2 separate regions of the Anas platyrhynchos genome follow, and region 2 is linked to region 1. Evidence: chromatin contacts called from public Hi-C data. All regions are on one chromosome and are shown on one strand. The core of a region is the stretch at or near the end of the contact, and the rest is flanking DNA. Distances in the headings are between cores, read along the strand shown. Region 1 overlaps TRA2A (transformer 2 alpha homolog). Region 2 overlaps IGF2BP3 (insulin like growth factor 2 mRNA binding protein 3).

Evidence for each region. A called contact is a pair of places that touch in the nucleus more often than the background predicts.
Region 2: a Hi-C map of F5 follicle shows a contact between it and region 1, with 2.2 times the contacts expected there. The contact joins two enhancer-like sites. A contact is called at or near these places in 3 of 8 Hi-C or Micro-C datasets (F5 follicle, liver and subcutaneous adipose tissue).

What each region holds. Positions count from the first base shown.
Region 1 is chr2:125,944,125-125,951,643 of IASCAAS_PekinDuck_T2T, reverse strand. TRA2A (transformer 2 alpha homolog) reads right to left here. Exons shown (of 8, transcript XM_038175710.2): 5 at 4,271-4,386; 6 at 3,636-3,743; 7 at 2,859-2,926; 8 at 1,740-2,690. The coding sequence ends at 2,680. Among named protein-coding and RNA genes, the nearest start is that of IGF2BP3, 22 kb to the left of the region's middle. Within about 2 kb of position 4,798, at least 3 of the 8 cell types and tissues checked have an H3K27ac peak or open chromatin away from gene starts, as enhancers often do.
Region 2 is chr2:126,034,246-126,041,764 of IASCAAS_PekinDuck_T2T, reverse strand. IGF2BP3 (insulin like growth factor 2 mRNA binding protein 3) reads right to left here. Exons shown (of 16, transcript XM_038174133.2): 5 at 5,887-5,938; 6 at 5,733-5,796. Among named protein-coding and RNA genes, the nearest start is that of MALSU1, 48 kb to the left of the region's middle. Within about 2 kb of position 3,409, at least 1 of the 8 cell types and tissues checked has an H3K27ac peak or open chromatin away from gene starts, as enhancers often do.

The sequences.
Region 1 (7,519 bases), core at 3,549-6,048:
TTAAGGCTAGAGAAAAAACAAGACGAACTGTTGAGCTTTTTCCTGAAGTCAGTATTTAAATATTCTCTGCAATTCAACTGCAAACTTAGTATTATGGTGTAGTAGCACAAAGTAAGCTTTTCTCTGTTTTGTTACTTAAGGTTGACTTAATTTTACTTTGTTGCAAAACTTTTGTATCTGATTAAGAGTCGTAGCACTAAATACAAATGACTAGAGGAAGTACTTACCTGTTTAATTAGCTGTGATTAGAGACACAGTATGTACAAACTACCCAGGCTGTTTTCTTTCATGAACACAAATATCAACATAAACATATCAAAAGCATGAAAGTATCAACAGCTTATATGAATGATGTTCCTAAACACATTTAAAACCAACTTGAAAGAACTACTCCCATCCTCTGGGAAAATGCAGGCTGTCCAAGCTACAGAAACCTGCTAACACAGATCCCTGCTCAGTTCCAAGAAGCATTACATAAAGGAGGAAACAGCTACAAATTGTCCTTCCAATTTCAGAACCCATAGTTTTCCACCTGTCCTTCAGATGATCTGTATCACATCAGCCAACACGTACCACAAAATAAAATGCTGTTTCCACTTACAGCTTTGTATAGACAAACAGATTCGTTAGGTTAAGTCTAACTGTTGGAAAAAGCCATCTTCAAACTTAAGTTTTCAGATGCTCCTGTATCTGGCTTGAGCTTCCAGCCAGCAGAACTGACGGACTGCTGCCCAGCTAGTTGAACATCTCAACCCTTTGGTCAGAGACCAGAAACACTGTAACCTGGCACGCTGCAGCCAGCTCTGTCTCTCCATCCCCCAATTATCACAAAAACCCTGAGCTTGAACGTGCCTCCCCCAACCAGCCCTGCGGCCATCTCCCTGTGCATTTGCTTCATGTTGCCTCACTATTTCTGCACAGTACTCCCTGTCTCCCTGTTATTTTGAAATTAAAGAAATACATTTTCTCTTTGGCAATTTGGTTTACTGAGGACGATTTTCTTAGCTTTTATGAAACTACCTGGTTCATCAATAAATACCTGTAAACCAGAGCCCATGGGTTATTTGTTGAACCTCAGTGTTTCAGATTGTTTTCATTTTACTACGAGCATTCAATCACAAATAATGGATAAAATGTAGACGAGTAATATGAGCAAGAATCAGTAAGACAGAACTTGTTTTGTCACCAGTTTCTCCTGGCATGTTGTATCAAACCTTTAGAAGAGTTGGGTACGTGTTTGTTTCTTGTAATTACTTCTGAATAGTTCCCAGCATTGGCATTCAGAAATAGTTAACAAAATTGTTTCATATGCTTACTCTGTTAAAATTATGACGAACACTTTTGGTGGCATTCCTTGACAGTCAGGATGAAATTATTTTTGCTGTGAGAGCTTGGTAGTCTTATTCCTTTTGCTGTGCCAACATCAACATTCAACCAGCCACATGGTGAGTTATTTCTGAGGGCAAATCTTGCCAGAAATCTAAACAAAGTCAACAGTGTTTCTTCTCCTTAAACCATCTCACCATGACTCCAGCAAGTGCCAAAGATAGTCCAAGAAAAATCTGGACTACCCACTCTGCTTAGCCATCTCATATAACTGCATGCCAATTCCCAGGGAAGACAAAGCTCCTAAGGAAACAGATAAATGCTGACTTTATTACTCATACAGCAATATCATGTCCTGCTTAACCTGTATTCCAAGGTGACATGAGATGTAGGACAGAAAACAAGAAGACGCATTTCAGTGGAATTAACTTTTATTGAGGGGGGAAAAAAAAAGGTTTACATGTAGTCACAGGTCTTTCCATCCATACTTTCGAACTCCAAAAAGGACTGGAAACAAAACTTGCTTAAATCATTATTGCAATACCAAAAAGTTTTTGTTGTTGTTGTTTAAATGAACAGCAAATTATATAACTAATTGCTATGTTCAATAAATATTTTTCTCCTGCACTGACTGGGGGGAAATATTCAACCAAGTACAATAAAAAAAAAATATGTTTTTTACTGTAGATGTTATCCACTGTGTAGCAATCCAAAAACTTATTTATAAAATACAGTCTTAATTTTCAGTGTACAAGGATCTATTTTCCTGGTCAGCCAAATACCAAATTTTGCTCTAGCTCAAATATTCTACACTCAAAGCAACTACCTGACAAAAAAGAAATCCTCTGGTTCATGACTATCTAAATAAATTTGTCATTACAGGAAAGGCTCAAAGTCGTTATTTGTTTATCAAAGTAATAGGTAAACATTTTAACAGAAAGATTAACGAGTTACTTGGAAATGCAGGTTTATGTTAAAGTATCTGAGTGTATTACATATGACATGCAAGCTTTAAAAATATCATTGCTGTCTTGTAATTAGCTAGGAGTCCAATTGGTTTAAAAACAAAATAGGAATGACTTCCAAAATGTATCAACACTTTGGGTTTTCTATTTCATTTTGCTCAAGATGTTTTACTACACAAAAACTACAACAATTACAATATTTAAGAGTATTACAATAAGAAGGGATGGAAAACAGGAATACTTCAACTGAAGATATGTATACTCTAAATGAACCAAAGTTTTGTAAAATAGCTGGATGGAGAACAAGGGAGGGAGGGAAGCAGTAGGGAAGCTAAGATCTGAACCTTGTATTTAAAAATCATGTCCTCAACTGTAACTCCTCTCATCTTCAATAGCGCCCTGGAAAAAAAAAAAACAGACATCATTACTGTGAACAAACAGTACACATGAACACAAACACTGGAAGTGCCCAGGTTTTTTGTTTTCAGAACTCCCACTGATCGATTATTAGACTAGTAACAAGCCTTATGCTGGCCTGATTCTATTTTTTCCTGTGTATTTACTTACTTGGACTATAGGAACGGGATCTTGATCGTGATCGGTACCGGCTATAGTAAGGCGATGGTGATCGTCTCCTTTAAGGAAAATTAAAAAAGAAAACAAACATCATCATAATGAAAGAAGCCTCATTCACATTTCTTCTACAGAACAAAACCATTTCCTTAGCACTGACAGATTTGGCCAGCATGAAAGAGTTCAGCTTTATTTGGCTGTGGCTTATAGCTGTTTAACAAATGCTTTCACATTTCTCTATCTGATGGGTTTAAAACTATGTGGGTATTTCTACAGAACATTTAATAAACTCTCACTAGCCCTGCAAACACCTAAGTGCTTTTACAGATGCCTACAATTCTTGTTGTACAACATTCTCTGAAACTAGATAACTTTCAAAACAGTCAGATAGCTATGAAATGTCAAGCATTAAAAACCCCCATCTACAAATAACCTCTTCTTTAACAGCACTGTTTGTCAGCTGTTCCTGATTCTATATCCAGTATGGAAAAAGTCCTCTTCCTGTCTGTCCACTACGTTTGCAGAATATATGCTCTACCTTCTCCAGGTAGCAAAATTAACCTCTCACTTAATTATTTAGTATGTAGCTGAATTACCGAGGCACTGAAGATGACAACTAATCTTACCCAAACTATCGTAACAAGACTCTCGAACAAAGCAAGCACATATATCGAATCTTGGTACAAAGAGTCACTTTTTTTTTTGCCACTTAACTTCTCAATTTCCCCCCAAACCCACTTTTCCTACAGAGATAAAATTAAAGTTATGCACCTGTATCTGTAGTCATATTCTTCGTATCTGTCATAACCTCTGTCATACCCTCTATCATAGTAAGAGTCACGGCGACGACCTGCTCCGCCACCACCACCTCCTCCACTGCTATTAGGGAAAAAAAGAGCAGGAAGTACTTCAGATTCTACTCTTCATCAAATTAAATAATTCAGAAACTTTTTCCAGTGTTCTTGTAAATGAGACACTTAAGATGAAGCAATTAATCTAATGATTAAACGTTCAAAGAAAAACATTTAAAATAACACAACAAAACAGATAAAATCAACATCAAGGTTTTCAGGCTAATTCACATCAAAATCAAAGGCAAATGGACAGCCTAATATTTAAGTAAGCTAAAGGTGCCTTAACTGGTTGTGCTGGATGTTTTTTTTTTTAATAACATATTCAATCTTTTAAATAAATAAAAATACAGGAAACTACAGTAGGACTTAATAGTATATTAAGCATATACTGAATCACAGTAACACAATTATATTAATACCTTTGTGAGAAGATACAATTGGCGTAACTCTAAAATTAAAAAAAGAAGTCTGCAGTTCAGTTTTTCAACCAGACTTCAATCGTTCAGTTGAAATTAATTTAATCCCACTGAAGGAAATGAGCAAACTCCTTACTGTGTTGGCCTGCCCATGTAGATGCCTGGAGTGGGTGTATGTGCTCTCTTGGTGATTGAGTAATCCACCCGAATCCTCCTGCCATCCAGCTCCATACCGTTTGCATGCTCCATTGCCTGCAGGAAAGAGAAGGGACGGTGGACGTGAAACCTACAACCCACTAAGGAAAACTGTGTGCAAAACACACTATTTTCTGTTAGAGAAACAAGCCCCGACCTTGTTTTATTTAGCCTGGTTACTAGTGCCCCACTGTGGCGAATGGCTGGTCTCTGTCCCCCGGCCCGTCCGCCAGCAGTGCTACAGGGCTGCACTGGGGCGCGGGAGCAGCGTGCCACGCAATCCCTTTCTAAGAAAGCACAGGGCTACCCACTAACACAGTCAATTTCTTTGTAGGGGACTTCGCCTACCAGCCCATCAGAAAGGTAAACAAAGTCCAAGCAGCTTTTCCTGAAAACTGCATCTTTCCTAGCGCCGTCCCTGACCCAGAGGGGATGGGCGGATTCAAAAGCTGTGCAAAACAGTGGCTTCCTGTAGGGTGCATATGGCCGGATTACTGCTAGTCGGCTGCCATTTCATGCTCTCCCAGCCTCCTGCCATCTCCCTTACAAGGACCTACTCCAGCAGAGCTTAGTAAAATGGCGGGTTCAGCCTACATGGATACCTAATTACAACCTTCCTCCCCACTCACTCTCACAATAGCAGCCAGCTAAAGCGATACGCAGGAGGGTCTGCGCTTGAGAAGCCTCTGCCTTCAGACCCGCTCGCAGCTCGTGCACACGCTCGCTGGGTGTTCTAGCCCCTGCTTCTTTGCTCTTTCAATCAATACAGTGGTCTTTCTCAAACTCTTAATCAGTAAAGTAGTTTTTCAGAGGACCACAGCGTACTTTTGAGATTTACATTCAGGTGATAGCAATTAAAAAATAAAAGAATAACCACATTTTACAATTAATGCTGGACTTCATAGTTATTAAAATTTTCAAAGCCAAATTTTTTTTGATCCTTCCTCACCACTACTCTTGGATCTCCTAAATACTACTTTACAACCCAGTTCATCCAACACATGGTATTTTTTTTTTTTTGTGATAAATATACTGTTTTAATCTCAAGTTAAACAACAGCAAAAAGACAAATCTTGAGTTTAACCGTGAGGCACAATGCACAAGCCTCAAATCATGGTAGAGAAGAGCATTTTCTTTTTTTTTTTTAATTTTTAAAAATGAAATTAGCAACTGTTTAGAAATGTAACCTTTTTTTTTTTTTTGTGGTTCTATAAAAAAGATTCTACTGAATGAACACAAGCTATAGAGGAGAACACAAAAACCTGACACCCACAAGATCAAACTGTCTCCAAACTGGAAGTGACTGAGTTATCACTATCATATTTATCTGCACTTAGTTTGTGCTTTAATAATTCTGTTTATATCTATGCTATATCGCCACCTAGTGAGCTCTGCTCCCACACAGCAATCTAACAACTAGAGTTGGCTAACTGCAAGGCTGAGCCCAAGAGCATGTCAAGTTTCTCAACATATCCTGAAATATGTTTTGTGAATTAAACATGACCATTAGCTTTAGTTTCCTAGCTTTGAAATGTCTTTAAAGATCTTGCTCCACAAGGATGAAAGAACTAAAAATAAATCTGTGCATTCATGTTATGAGCGTATATGCACATATCAATAAAACTGAATGCTGCTCAAAAGCTGGCTGAAAAATCAGCATCTTGATGAAAAGCATTTTTCTGGAAAAGTGGCGACACGCAATGAGTCTTGGAAGGAAAGGAACTTTCCGCTTCATGGCACTTTTATGTCTGATCAACAACTTGCAGCCAAAAACTTAGCTGATAACCAGCCACCTGAACTCCAGAACACCTGGCACCTGTTTTGTTTAGTTAAAAGAACCAGAACCTCTTTTAAGAGGAAGGAGGAAGAGTTCTTCAGTGCAGGGAGCAGTACAGAGAAAAGCAGGATACCAGCAGGGTAGCTGATGAATTAATTGAGACTTGATAGTTTGTCTTGGAAATACCAGGAAATGCCTTGTATTTCAGCGGATAAAGTGAAAACATAAAGTAAACCACCATAAATACAGAAATAATTTTGGTGGTATCACTCACATTCAGTCCTTTGCAAATGGAAAATTCTTAACTCTTTGAAACAAAGTACTTCAGAGGACTTCATTAACTAATGATTGCTTTGGTATGAAAAAAAGTCTATTTTAAAACATACTTCAGACAAGTGATACCACAGTATTTATGTTGTACAAAGACTGTCAAAACATATTCATGACCCTACTTACTTTTAAGATTTTTCCTTCAATTAAGAACACCTTATATTCAAATTTAAGATTTTACTTTTTTTTTTTTTTTTTTTTTTTTTTTTTTAAGAGTAGCATGTTGCATTCAAAACAAATTTCAGTTTGCTTCTCCTGCTACTTTGGGCATACATGAACACTAAGAATATTCAAATTTCAAAGGTAAAAGAAGTTGCATACTTGCTTTAACAACGAAGAAAACATTTTCCAACACTATCTCAAAGATAGAAATATATTTTCCAGATCAAACAAAACACGTTTAAGGAAAAAATCAAATTACACTGGGGTTGAAAAGACAAGTAATACCTTCTTATGAGCCTTTAACTGTCAGTTTATTTTTATTTCAACCTGGATTTTCTTCCAAATATCTGAGCATTCTCAAAAGACTGGCACGGCTTTTGCAAGATGACAGTAAGCAAGCAAGCAACCAGGATTCCCATAAACGTACACTATTAGTTTGGGTTGCAAACTCTGAAGAAAAACTGACTTTGTAGGCCAGCATATACATCTCTATGTTGGCAGTCAGAAGACACAGAATAAGACTTGTGTACAAAACGTATAATAATCTTAGATTACAGTTCTACACCTAGAATAGTCATTGCATATATGATATTCTAAAGGTATTAGAATTTAGGTATAGTAGATTGATTATACTTAAAGAGTCAAACAAGCAATTTATGGTGGGACTCATTTTTAAAAATATTTTCAGGGTAAGAGACTTTTTTCTTCCCCCTTTTTTTTTCCCAGCCTGTGTCTTTCCCTAGTTATAATTAAGGCCACCAATAAAAAGATCATTTCCCTTGTGGACACAACATGGGATGAACAGACAATCGATTAATTTCCCACCCCCCCCCAGTACACTGGTATCAGTAGTTTAGCCCTGAATTTTATGAGGATGTCTGAAAGGATGTTCTGGGGAAAAAAAGAAAAAAAAAAAGTGAT
Region 2 (7,519 bases), core at 2,160-4,659, 92 kb before region 1:
TTCAAAGCAAACTCAAAAAAGGTCATTTTCCATTTCAGGAAATCAATCGTGTTAGCAGCGAACAACCCCAGGCTACCAAAACCATGTGATGACAGGGAAAAATAATTCAAATATTGAACAAGTTGGTTTTAAGTATTTGAAAGCAAGCAGGCTTTAAAGTTCACTTCTCTAGCTTTAATATTAGAGGTTAGCATCTAGAGATACTACGATATCACATGTTTAACTAGCCCAGATATTTATAGAGAAAACCTTAAACTAATGAATTCATCCTCTGAGTCACAGTTCTCCCTATTTTACAGGCTGACTGTTTTGTAATCCGAGTCGATCAAGTGACAAGAAGCCAGAAGAGTCAGAAAACACTGCTCTCCCAGCCGTGCGTGGAACTGAGGCTTCCCAGGCAGGTGTCTCGCTCTCAGCTCTGGTTCATGCCCACAGAAGCGAGCGCAGCGATGACTGATTGTCAGTAATGCAGGGAGAAGACAATGCCCACAGCTGCTGAGAGATCACTTGGTGCTTTGAGCCTGGCCTTCAGTTTTCCAACATTTGACAGTTTTCACTAGGTCCTTAATATGCTGTCATAGCACCTTTATTTAACCGTGCTGAAGTTTTCTGTGGCATAAAATGAGGCTATGATCAGGCAAGATTACACTCTCTTCAGGAGGCCTTGAGCACCAGTAATGACCAAGTTTCAGAGGCAAAGTACTGCTTCAGGAGAGAGAAGGAAAAATAGAAAAAAAATCCTGAAAAAAAAATGTCAATGGATTTAAGCCACAGGGTCCCTAATCTTACTCTGGTGCTAGCATCATGGAAAAAAAAAAAAAAAAACAAAACAAAAAACATTAGAACTTGCCATCAGGAGAGCCATCCCCACTCCCTGTGGGAGAGGGAGCCTCAGAGGAAAGCAAGGGATGGTTTCTTCACACCCCCAGTGGCATCTGCTTGAGTGAAGGCTACAGGAGATCCCCACCACACTGCCTACCACCATTTTGGCAGTCTACCAAAAACCATGCTAAATTCAGCTCCTTTCATCAAGCACATCCTCAAACAGGCTGACCACCTTGGAGACCCGAATCCAAGCCACACCAACACAGCCACTGCTTTTATGAGGCCTCTGCCTTCCCAAACAGAGCTGGGCATCTCCATGACCACAGTCATAAAGGTCTCACAGGTCACCTCTGCCATTATCGGTGCCCAGTCTTTTTCATGGGGCCTAAAAGCCTTCGGGTGACTCCATGATGGCAGGGATGGAGAAAACTTCCATAAGCTTCCTCATTAAGAGGTAACCCCTCCTATTACTTTTTTTTTTTTTTAATATTTATAGGAAAACTGAAAATGTTTATATTTCATATGCCAGCAAGAGCTGGTAGACAAGAATCTCACTGTAGTTCAGAAAATATTCTGTGAAATAAAACAAAGACTGCCGCAACCACTGCCTGTGCTCTGTGAAACTGTACAGCAGCCTGCCTTATGTTCAGGTAACATCTATTCAGAGGAAGATCTCTGCAAGATTTATATCTTTAAATAAACATTTTGTAAATTAGTCACCTGAGTTTTTTCCCCCATCAAAATTACACCTCATGGCTGTCCTCTTGCAAACTTCCTATGCGGAGATATTTGCTCAGCCTTCTTCTCCCTTCTGATGCTAGCAGAGGTTAAATATCCTAAATAAATGAATACAGTAGAAGCACCAAGTCTTGTGCAGGAAATCATTCATCCATTGATAGCGTGATCACACTAAGCACTAGATGGAGAACATATTTCACTCCCACATGCAGCTTGTACATACACCATCTTTCATTTTTCCTCCCTAAACAGATACATTTGCATACCGAGAAGACAGATTTACATGGTAATTTTTCCTCAGCATAAAGATTTTTTTTCCACATTAAGTAAAAATATAGTTTTCATTAGTATTTGTGAAAATAAAAACAAAGCAAAAGACAAATCTAAGCTTATAATCATATACCACACCAAATTTTCAGTCTTATCGTTCCTATGGCAACATTAGTCCTGACCCATGATGGAATATAAAAGTATTAGTTATGTGAACTCTCATTCATTTGTCAAGGATACGTGTGGTGTGCACACAGCTTTGTGCCTCGTTGAAAGGGTAAAAAAAAACCCTGTTTTTGTATAGATTCTAATTAAAAGGTGATCACTAGCATCTTATAGTAATATATCTACCTGTATCTGCGAAAACACAGATCCCGAGCTCCTCACGTTGCAGCCAGCAGCTAAAACACACCATCACTTATGAGACACAACCAACAGGCATATCTCACTCCTGAGCTAGAAAAAAAAATGAGAAAATGGACATCCAGCCCCATCTTCAAACGATAGGCACCACCTCCACAGGCATGAAGCCAACTTTGCACAAAAAACCTTCCAAAACCCTGGGAAGAGCTGAATCCTGTAGCATGTACAAGATGCCTACAAGCTACATTTTGGGGAGGGAAAGAGGAGGCAGCATGACTATGAAGCCAACAGCCACAAGGACATGGCCAGCCTGTCCTGGATCGACAAGGGGAGAGGAGGGAGTCCCCTTTGGTGAGCAGGCCCCAAGACCTACATGGCACTGGTTGTGTGTTCAGCCTCAACTGCACACACCGGGCTCTGCCACTCCTCTCCCCCAAACATTCCAGAATCCACTGCAACAGTCAGTAACCGCATGTGCAAGCACAGTGTGCACATGCTTTTTAAGACCCTCCTTAACTTCTGGTGAAGATGAGGCTTCCTCCCTGCAGCTGCTTGCAGGAGGGCAGGTTTGGGGTCACAGAGCTCCCCAGGCAGTCTCAAGTCTTCTCCTTGCTACTCAAGGAGTATGAGTGGATCTCCCTGGCCTGTGCATGACTTGGTGCTTGCAAACCTCCTGGGCCTCCTGCAGACACCTGGTCTGCCCACTTGAGGATGAGGAGCACCATCCTGCTTTCCTTGCCCAGCCAGCATCACACCTGCTCAGCTAGGAAAGAGACAGTGTGGTGACAGGTCAAAGCCACAGACCTCTATTCCAACTAGAAACCAGCAGCTGGGCACCTCACATCTCAGATTTTGGGTGCTGTGTGCTCTGTCCCAGACTTACTGCTTAAAAGAACTGCAATGTTCTTCACTAATTTTAGTCTCAAAGTTGATTTTGGATGCGGTGCTATACTGTATATGCCGCAATTACAGTACCAGCCTAGAAAAGGGGGGGGGGGGGGAGGGAAGACCTCTGCCACAGCAATTAGGCTTGCAAGACAGAGGAATGCTCAGTTTCCCAGCTGGGTGGATCCAAGAGCTTTATACACAGTACCACCCTTCAAGCCAAGCATACCACACTTGTATAAAACTGCTTATCAGGAGCATCTCCAGGCTGTTCCAGCACCATCACGGCAGAGTGCCACATGCACACACTCCGGCAGGCAGGGCTATGCCGTACAGCCTGTCCAGAGGGGAAGCAGCCAGCTCTGCATGGTTTGTCAGCCAACACTTAGCTGTGAAGTTAGGGAGTGCACTGAAAAAAGTTGGTGAGATGCTCAGGACTGGGAGCCCACTGCATGCAGCACCACAGGGAACGGACGGTCTCAGTCCTTGCAACAAATGGGTAATAGCATTGTTTGCCCTCAACAGTTAAGTCTCACAAGGCAGAGCTCGTTATCAGCTGCTGAATCCCAAGCAGCCTATAAACAGCTTCCACAAAGTCGGTTCTTGTTGCTCCCACCACTGCACAGGCTGACCAACACTAACTTTTATCAGATGTCAGCACTCGTGCACCGCCCCCCTTCCAAAGCCATTGCTGCCCACCATAACCAGTTCCAAGAAGCAAAGCTAGGTCACATCTAGCAAAACATCCAACTGAAACATCACCACAGCTACTATAGATCAGCCACGCATGCATATACCCTGTTGTGATTCTACATTACAATTCCTTACTGTTTTTCCTTAAAAAATACCCACTTCTCCTGGGGGTTGCTAAGTGGTTGCAGGCCTTCACCCTAAAGCCAACCATCCTCATTTAACATTTTCCTTATGGAAAACAGGCTTGTGTCCTTAGGCAAACTCAAGTCCCTCTCAAGGCATTCACCACACAAATCAAGGCTCTTCTACTTGCCCTACCTGCCCAAGGCAGCTGACACTGTGTCATCATTCAGCCGCTTCAGGTCCTCTTACCAACACTTGCGCTGGATGCTAGTTCACCTGCTTTGAACTCAAGATACCTTCAGTTACGTTCATGTGATTTCTCATGCAAAAACAAATTTATCTCAGTTGCTTCCTCGCAGGCTTGGCTTATCTCAGCATTTTCTCGGTATTAACCTCAAAATTTAACAAGTACAGGCTGAGGGGGAAGAAATTGTACTTTGTTGTCTTCAGTTTCAGCATGGAATGCACAAATCCAAGAACCCACACCACAGATGACAGATCAAAAATATGCATCATGCTTCTTTCCATGGTATTTTAGGTACTTCCTTCTTACATTTTCAAAGAGGGAATTAGCACATGCAGGATTTCTAACATTGCACCATAGGCTTCTTCAGAACGAGAAATTCAACATCTTTCTTAATTATTGTGCAACAGAATTAAAGAAGAGCCTGAAGAACACGTTGAATGATTCAGGTTTTGAGAAGGTAAGTTTAATAGTGAATTGAAGAAAACTACTGTTTGCTTCAGCTCCACTATGTATAATAGGCACACTGTTGACACAAGTTTCCCATCACATTTGCTTAGAGTACACTAACAAGTAACCTAACACTTGGAAAGATGAAACATGTGTTGCATTCAAGTTGCACAGAAGTCCTAATTACTTAATTATGTGTACAAATTTATTTCATTTGTAATTGTATATTAATGCAAACCATAAGCATAGCCCGCATCTTAACTGCTGGTTTTAGTTAGCCACAAGGTGGCAGAAATTTCAAAGTTAAAAAAAGAAATTCATTGCAGGCTATTCCCTGGGTTGGGTTTTGTTTAAACCTGCTGTGGTCATAAAGGAGGAGGAAAATATGTTTATGTCCCCAGATTAGGAATTAAGAAAAAAAGACTTCTGTGTTTCTACCTGCAGTGGAAAAGCAAGATAGAACCTATAGCATAACAAATAATGACAACATTTAAAAGGGAAACGATACACAACTGCTGACTACGAAAACAAAACGTTATATTTTTAAGTTTCAATATCTAGATCAAAATTCCTCAACTACTGAAGATATAAGCAAGCAAAGTTGACTACCTAAAGTTAAAAAGCCCAAATAAATACTTCAGTTTTTCCAATAGTGACCTGCTTGGAAAAAGTGTTAAATTTTCTAGTTAAAAAAAAAAAGACACATTTATTGAGGTAAAACCTCAACAGAACAGAAACCAACAAGAGAATACAACCTCTGTTACACAGGAGACAAACACATAACAACCAACACTGTAAAAGGACAAAGCTTTTAAAAATAGATAAAAAAAATCATTAATTCCCATCCTCTGCCATTGGCAAATCACTAATCTTCTGCCCACCACAGTCAACTAAGTTTACCTAAATTTTCAATTTTCTCATACAATCCAAGTGTAGGAATAGTTGACGACAAAACAGCAAACTAAGATAAATCACACAAGACTTGGCAAGGGCAAGGCAGAAAGGCTTTCTTAAAATATTATTGCTCACGTTATCATTTTGTTGGTAGATTAATAGGAAGCAAAGATGCATATAAAATTTAAAACAATGTGAACTCCAACATGCAAGTTAGCCTACGGTAACAAATAAACGAGACACTTACTGTCTAGCCTGGTCCTTATTGCCGTACGTTACATTTACGACTGCAGTCTCCGTGTCAGTGTTCACTGGAGAGAAAGAGGCAATGGAAAAGGGTAAATTCAGCGTGCACTCACTTCCTACAACAAATTTAGAAGCAGTCAGATTGGATAGTATACCTTGCTCACAGTTCTCCACTGTTCCATACTGAGCTAACAAACTGTCCAGCACCTATCAAGAGGGGAAAAAAAGAAAGACATTTCAATTTTAAAATACATTTAGAGAAGTCTGTAATTACACCAAAATTTATAATAATTTTATCAGAACATTTAATATTCAAGACAACTGCTGTGACAAGCTATAACTTCTTATTTTTTAATCACGGGACAAGCAAGCATGCAGAGCTTGTATTCTTTCCCAAGTTAGTAAATCCAAGCTTGAAACTTCATGAATGTGAAAACGCAGACCACATCTCCGAGAAGTCACACTGCACCATGAGTCCTAACCTTCGAAGATAAGCCTCCAAAACATGTGTTCACAGTGTGGAGTAAAACAAGAGGCAAGAAGAATTAAAAAGGAGCAAATCTAGAATAAAATATCTGTGAATAAAATCTTTCCAGAACAGAATCCCAAGCATGTTCACAACTCTGCTTTTGTTTTCCCCAGATAAGTATTATTCTCTGTCCCAGGGGAATCACTAGCAAGAGCATCCTCACAATTCAAAAAATCACAGCTCGTTTGTCCATTGGTAGAAAGACAAGGAAGAACAGGTAAAGTCTGAATAAAGCAGTCTCATCTGGCATAATTTTGTTCTGGTCAAATCAAAAACGAAGGGGCAAGAAATACTTAAATCTTGAGGAAAATCAGGGTGTCAGAGTATTCCAATGAAAACATCAAAATACCCGCTGTTGTAACGCCTCTAAAATCCAGGTGGTTCACACTTCACTTTCTTCCCACTAAGAAATCATGTTGCAGAAAACAGTTGGCTACACCAGTAGCTAGCAGAGAACACAGGTATATTGTTGTGCTCTGTTGCATCCTCACGTTTCGTGTCCATCACCAAAAGGTTGCTGAAAAAGTTTCCGGTTTACATCAAGAAGTGAAAAAGTCAACTTGCAATTTATTCCATGGTAGAATTGCCATTGCTCATCTCAGTTATTCTCTTCAGGCTAGCTGTCATAACAAAAAGGGAGAAATCCCTTTTGGGAAAGGAAGGAAAGAAGGAAGCACTGACAGAAGTGAGAGGCACGCCACACATCTGTGCAGCTTGCCACTGCAGCCAGGTTCCTCTTGCTGCAACCAGCATCCGAGCACTCACAAAAGAACAGCCCCTAAAAACGTAAAGGCTTGGAGCCCACATCCCTGTGAAATTAACTATTCAAAATGATAGTTTATTAACCTACTGTATACTTTTACTACAATATAAAAGGCGCTTTTAAAATAAAATGAATGTGTATGCCCAAACTTAATGACAGCTTACATCAGTATAATTTCAAATCTTAATCTTCACCTCCTATTAAACCTGAAATTGCATGCAGACATTTCAAAGGTAATATTCCAAACTAGGTATTTAAAAGGCAGCGCGCTACTTGCCAAGTCTGAGCAACGCATTTACTACCTCTAAGTGCAGAATTTCCCCATCCTTATTGCGCAGGGTTCAGTAAGTTTTCTTGGCAACAGGTTTCACAGACAAGTTGCTAATTGTCCTCTCCTCCTACAACTAGGCATTAGCCTACTCCTTGCGATCCCCTAAAATAGTCTTTCTGCCACTCCTCAGGTTCTACAATTGGAAGCTGCTTAAGAAAAAGTTGA